Linked DNA regions of Pan troglodytes: region 1 is linked to region 2. The links are chromatin contacts, called in public Hi-C maps. All regions are on one chromosome and are shown on one strand. Each heading gives the region's core, a stretch centred on a gene start, on an enhancer-like site or on the middle of the called end of the contact. The rest is flanking DNA. Distances are from core to core; before and after follow the strand shown. Region 1 overlaps VPS53 (VPS53 subunit of GARP complex). Region 2 holds the start of RFLNB (refilin B).

Region 1 (2,856 bases), core at 101-2,600, 210 kb before region 2:
AGAGAAGCAAATGAAGGTATTTGTCACCTCACATAGATCTCATTTTTATCTCCTTAGATCTGAGTTTTTTCTGTACCATATTTGTTCTGCCTCATGAACTTCCTTTAGTGTTTCTTATAACACAGTCTGCTGGCAAGAAATGCTCTCAGCTTTTCTTTGCTTGAAAAGTTTTAATTTTGCTTTTATTTTTTAAAAATATTTTTGCTTGGTTTAGGACTCTAGGTTGGCAGCTTTGTTGTTTTATTTTTTTTTTTTTAGTACTTTAAAAATGTCAGTCATTGTCTTCTAGCTTGCATTGTTTCTGAGAAGTCAACCCTTATTCCTCTTGGGATCTCAGCACTTCTTGGATCAGTGGTTTAATGCCTTTCACTTAAAAAAAAAATTCTCAGCCATTATCTCTTCAAATGTTTCTGTTGTGTTCTCTCTTCCTCCTAGAATTCTACTTACATGTCTTTTAGAACATTTAATACTGTCCTGCAGGTGTTGGATTTTCTTTTCTTTTTTCCTCTTTGTGTTTCAGTTTGGGTACTTTCTATTGACCCACCTTAAAGTTCACCGATCCTTTTTTTGCTGTGTCGAGTGTGCTGAGGCTGTTGAAGGAATTCTTCAGCCCTGACACCATGTCCTTTTTTCTAGCACTTCCGTTTGATTCTTTCTTATAATTTCCTGCTCTCTGCTGCAATTCTTCATCTGCTCATGCAGGTAAAACACCTTTTCTACCAGATTCTTTAGCATATTATTCATTGTTATTTTAAAATCCCCTCCTCTGTAGCCTGTCTAATATTTATACCAAATGGCTCCTCTTTGAGACAGGTTCTGTTGGTTGCTTTGTCTCTTAACAATGGGTGCTTTTCCTTTCTTCCCTTTCTTCTTTTTTTTCTTTTTTGGCGTATATATGTCCTAAAATTTTTTATTGAATGCCAGGCATTTTGTGTAGAAGAGGAGAGAGTGCCCACATTTTTTCCTCATGAACACCCAGTGAAGGTCTTGGAAAAGAGCCTGAGAGTGGGTGCAAACCCACCTGTGCTTACACTTTCCAGGCCTCCCTACCATTGCGCCAGCCCACACTTGGCCTTTAGTAACTTGTTAAAAATTTTCCTTCAGCCCTCTCGCCTGCTTGTGTGGCACCCCCGTCTTCCTTACATGCCTTTCTACATGGAGACGGTTCTCCTGTCCTGTCTTTCCTGGGGGAGCACCTTCCTTCTTGGATTTCAGGATGCTTGGTTGCCTTTAGCTCTCTGCTAGGTTGAAGAAAAGTTGTGGTTTTCAGTTTCCGCTTTCCTCCTTGTTAGCGTAAGAGCAGCACTCTCTGCTTTCTGCATCCTCGGCAGAAGCACAGCTGATCAGCGGGTTTCGTGCAGCATGGTGTGGCAAGTTCATTAATTCAATTTCAAATCCCACACTGCAGCTGATCCTCAAGAATCTACCACTTTTTGAGTTTTAGTGTAGTTTAAAAAAGGCTTATCACCAAGTACCTGAAAAGGGCTGCTGTGTTTAAAGTGTTCTGTTCTATGAATTGCAGCTGAATAGACTAAGAAATGGGTATTAAAATATTTCTTCCTTTTCTAATTACATATATCTATGTGAAGCCAGATTTTCTTCCTATTTTCAACCAAAACAGCATGTCACAGCACAGGAATGTTGGTATCCCCCACGATTCCTATGCTGGAACTTAATCCCTATTGTGACAGGATTTAGAAGCAGGGCCTTCGGGAGGTGACTGAGTCACAAGGGGTCTGCCCTCATCTGTGAGATCAGTGTCCTCATAAAAGACTTTTGAAGGATGGCCATTTGCCCCTTTCCCCATGTGAGGACACACAGAAGATGCCGTCTGTGAGGAAAGGATCCTCACCGGGCACCAGATCTCCCGGTGCCTCCATCTTGGACTTTCCAGCTTCCAGGACTGTTAACAATTTCTGTTGTTTAGAAATTACCCAGTTTAAAATATTTGATTATATTAATAGCAGCCTAAATAGACAAAGAGATGGGTATTAAAGTATTTCTTCCTTTTCTAACTACATATATCTATGTGAAGCCAGATTTTCTTCATATTTTCAACCAGAACAACAGATCACAACAGATTCAATACGGAAGTGTGTATGGGAGTCCAGCTGGTGTTTATCAGAGCAGACACTAAAGATTTTTGCAGAGACACCCCAGCAGTGCCACGCTTCTCAAGAAATTTGTTTTGTAGGCCGGGCGCAGTGGCTCACGCCTGGAATCCCAGCACTTGGGGAGGCTGAGGCAGGCAGATCACGAGGTCAGGAGTTCGAGACCACCCTGACCAATATGGTGAAACCATGTCTCTACTAAAAATACAAAAATTAGCTGAGTGTGGTGGCGGGTACCTGTAGTCCCAGCTACTCGGGAGGCTGAGGCAGAAGAATAACTTGAACCCAGGAGGCTGAGGTTGCGGTGAGCCGAAATTGCACCACTGCACTCCAGCCTGGGCAACAGAGCGATATTCCCTCTCAAAACAGAAAACAAAAAACAAACAAACAAAAAAACAACTTTGTTTTGTCTGGGGGAAAATATAGTTATTTTTCAAAAAACATGTAATTTATGCTAACATGTAATATATTTATCATTGTCATGTTTAAATGGATTAACAGATACATATTTTTTATTTAAACCCCTCAGTTTTAATCTCCAACATTGGTATATGTCAGTAGATATAACCTACATAAACCCTTTCAATAAATTTCCAAGGGTATAAAGAGATTCTGAGGTCAAAAAGTTTTAGAAATGCTCTTTAGGATCAGGTAAGAGTGGGAATGGCAGGCAGTTTGTTGTTGATTTTAATGACAGGCACTTTACATAGTGTATCTGTTCATTTGCTCACTCAGTACATATTTA
Region 2 (3,116 bases), core at 7-2,506:
CAAGCTGTCTCGGATCAGCTGTGTGACTTGGGGCAAGTGAAATCCCTCTCTGTTTCCTTACATGAAAGTGACAGCTAAGGGAGGTAAGAGGAGGGAACTTGGCCAGCGGGTCTCTAAGATCTACCTGCTCTGAGTTTCTGAGTTTAACAGGTCTGGCCCAAGCAGGACAAACATCCTTTATCTTTACAAGGATGTGCACTGGGCTGCCACTGTCTCAGCCAGGGACGTCCAGGGTGTGACTCCTGAGCTGTCCTGTAGGTCTGGGTGAGGCTCCAGCTCCAGGCCCTCGGCTGAATACCCATCAGAACCCCCAGGGGAGGGCTGCAGGTGGAGTGGGGACTCTGCACTTTCTGCTGACCTCGGAGACCCGTGAGAAACAGCCCAGTCCTACACCCCGCAGCTATGGAGACGAGTTCCCACTCAGGATAAGGCTTCGTTGTCACACCGAAGGGGTGGGGAGAAGTGCTGTCTGTTTTTCAGAAGGGATTCTCCTGGGGGTGGGGTGGGCAGAGCGGTTAGCCCCGGTGAGGGAGAAGCCGTGGCCCCCACCGGGCGGCCGGTGGCCCTAGAGGCAGCCCGCGGTCAACCTGCTGAGCGTGTCCCCGAGTCTGCGCCAGCCGCAGAAGGTCTCTGCCCCGCGTGTCCTGCGTGGCCACAGCCTGTCCAGCTGAGCACCAGGGGTGACCCGCGCCTGCGGAGCCCCTGAGGACAGGCCTCTCCTCCGGGACGGGCAGGAGCGCCAGAGCCCGCCTTCCGGGGCCAACAGGCGGCTGCGGCCACACGAAGCGCATTAACTATTAATAATTTCCAGTTGTTTGCTCGCCGGCTTCGCGCGGCTTCCCAGGCCTCTGCGGGATGGGATCCCCCGACCGCGAGCTCGGAAGCTGTTAGCGCCTCCCGGGTCCCGCTGCGACAGGGCGAGGGGTCAACGCGCCCCCAGGGCCCCGGCGCGAGCGGGTCCCCGCGTCCACCTGTAGCGCGCTGGGGGCCAGACCCCGGGCTGGGGGGCCTTTGGCGCTCGGTGCCGCCAGCGCGCGGGGATCGGCCTCGGGGGGCGGGGCTGGGAGCCAGAGGGCGGGGCCCACCGCCGGGGGCGGGGCCGGAGGGCGGGGAAGGGGCGGGGCGGGGGCGGGGCCGAAGCCGGGGTGGGGAAGGCTCGGGGCGGGGCCGAGGCCGGGCCTGGGGCGGGGAAGGGGCGGGGCCGAGGCCGGGGCGGGCAGCGGCGAGACCCGGGCGGCGCGCGGGCGGCGGGGCAGGGAGGGAGGGAGGGAGGGCGGCCGGGCGGGCAGCGGCCCCGGCCCGCGTCTGCGCCCCTCGCTGTCCCGCGACCCCGGCGCGGGTGCCTCGGGCCCCCCTCGCGCGCCGCCATGGTGGGCCGGCTGAGCCTACAGGATGTGCCCGAGCTCGTGGACGCGAAGAAGAAGGGCGACGGCGTCCTGGACAGCCCGGACTCGGGGCTGCCCCCCAGCCCCAGCCCCAGCCACTGGGGGCTCGCGGCGGGCGGAGGCGGCGGAGAGCGCGCGGCGGCACCGGGGACGCTGGAGCCCGACGCGGCGGCGGCGACCCCCGCGGCTCCGGTGAGTGGCCCCGCGCGGGCTCCTTCCCTCCCAGCGCCGCGGTTTCCGCTCCGGGCCCCCCAGCGGCTCCTGCTCCCCGGGCGCGCTGTGTCGGGACGGGGCGGCCATCGCCGGGAGCCCGGGGCGGGAGCGCCGCGAGCCTGGCCAGCTGGAGCGGGTGGCTGGAAAATTGTCATCGCCTGGGTGGCGCGGGAGCCCCGGGAGCGGCGAGCCGCCGTCTCCTCCCTTCGGGGTGGCGGCCCCGGGGCTGCCGGGCTGCGGGTCGGCCACATTCCTGCCTTTGCCGGGCGCGGGGGGCGCCTGGAGGGAACCCCGGCCCGACACCCCGCGGCTTTGGGCTCCCACGGGGCCGCGCGCCTCCTCCCAGCCGGGCCCCCCATCCCGGGGCACAGGGGCCAGAGCCTTCCTCGACCTTGGGAGAAAGGTCCCTCCCCAGCCTGCAGCCTCCCGGGGCCCCCTCTTGGCCTGAGCACCGGGAACCCGGTGTCCCTCACATGACGGGTGGGAGGCCTTTGGGTGGGTGGAAACTTTCACGGAGTAATCCTTTTACTTTACTTTAAAATGTTCATTTAAAGAAAAAACTCCACCTAATCTTTTGCCCTGGGACTCGCTCGGATGTTGGTGTTTGCTGCCTTTATTTAGAACTCTGGGGAAGCCACATCCTGCCCGCAGTCTCAGAAAAGCTGGAGCGGGGCTGCAGCCCGGCCCTGCTCCCTGGGATGGGGACCTCCAGCCCCCTCCCCCAGGTGAAGTCGGCGGCCGCTGCTGTCCCTAGGGATCCCCACGAGAGGTTCCTGGGGACCCCCACGGGAGCCCCGGCGGTGCTGGTGGTCTCGCCCCTCCCACCCTGTCTCTAGGTGGGCATCAGGGCAGTTTCCTCATCGCCATCCCAAGGCGGGGCTGGCTTCAACTTGGCCTTCAGCGCCCTCCCGTCCGGCCCCATCTGGCCTCGTCGTCCACCTGCCCTGGCCACAGGCCGGACACATACACCACACCAGCGTTTCTGCTGCTGCCCTCCACCCGCATGCCCAGGGCCTCTTATCTCTCCCAGGAGGCGTCCTGCTGGCCCCTCAATGCCCAGCTCATGTCACCTCCTCTGGGAGGCCTTCCTTGATGCTTCCCAGGGGCCAGAGTCCACGGCTACATCCCCGTTCCTGTGGCCCTTCGTTCATGGGTCTGTTATGACCTCTGCTGCCTCACATCACCCCAGCCCCAGCCTGGAGCGAGGGCCGTGCTCAGGGAGGGTCTGTCGGGTGGGCAGGGATGGAAAAGCAGAGAAGGCGACAGAACCGAGTGCTCCTGCCGATGCCTGGAGGAAGGCGGTAGGGGGTTCAGAGATCACCCACCTTCGCATGAGGTGCCCCCTTCTGTTGGGCAGGGTCTGGCAGCCAGAGAGTGGGGGCAGAGCAGGGCCTACTGTCACTATTTGGGGGCTGTTTGCAGAAGCCAATGCCCACACCTTATGTGCCCTCCCCCCCCACACCTTAGGTACCCCCCCAACACACACACACCTTATGTACCCCAACACACACACACACA

What was found. A called contact is a pair of places that touch in the nucleus more often than the background predicts.
Region 1: a contact with region 2 is called in a Hi-C map of stem cell-derived neural progenitor cells, with 3 times the contacts expected there. The contact joins the enhancer-like site here to the promoter of RFLNB in region 2. A contact is called at or near these places in 2 of 7 Hi-C or Micro-C datasets (induced pluripotent stem cells and stem cell-derived neural progenitor cells), 1 of 1 datasets of contacts at active chromatin or transcription factors (stem cell-derived excitatory neurons) and 1 of 1 other capture datasets (stem cell-derived neural stem cells).

The regions. Positions count from the first base shown.
Region 1 is chr19:11,153,840-11,156,695 of NHGRI_mPanTro3-v2.0_pri, reverse strand. The region is part of intron 5 of VPS53 (VPS53 subunit of GARP complex); the gene reads left to right. Among named protein-coding and RNA genes, the nearest start is that of VPS53, 51 kb to the left of the region's middle. Within about 2 kb of position 1,350, at least 8 of the 24 cell types and tissues checked have an H3K27ac peak or open chromatin away from gene starts, as enhancers often do. A contact at or near this core is called in stem cell-derived neural progenitor cells and stem cell-derived neural stem cells, where this site is marked.
Region 2 is chr19:10,947,587-10,950,702 of NHGRI_mPanTro3-v2.0_pri, reverse strand. It overlaps RFLNB (refilin B), which reads left to right and starts at 1,256. Exons shown (of 3, transcript XM_024350152.3): 1 at 1,256-1,577. The coding sequence starts at 1,368.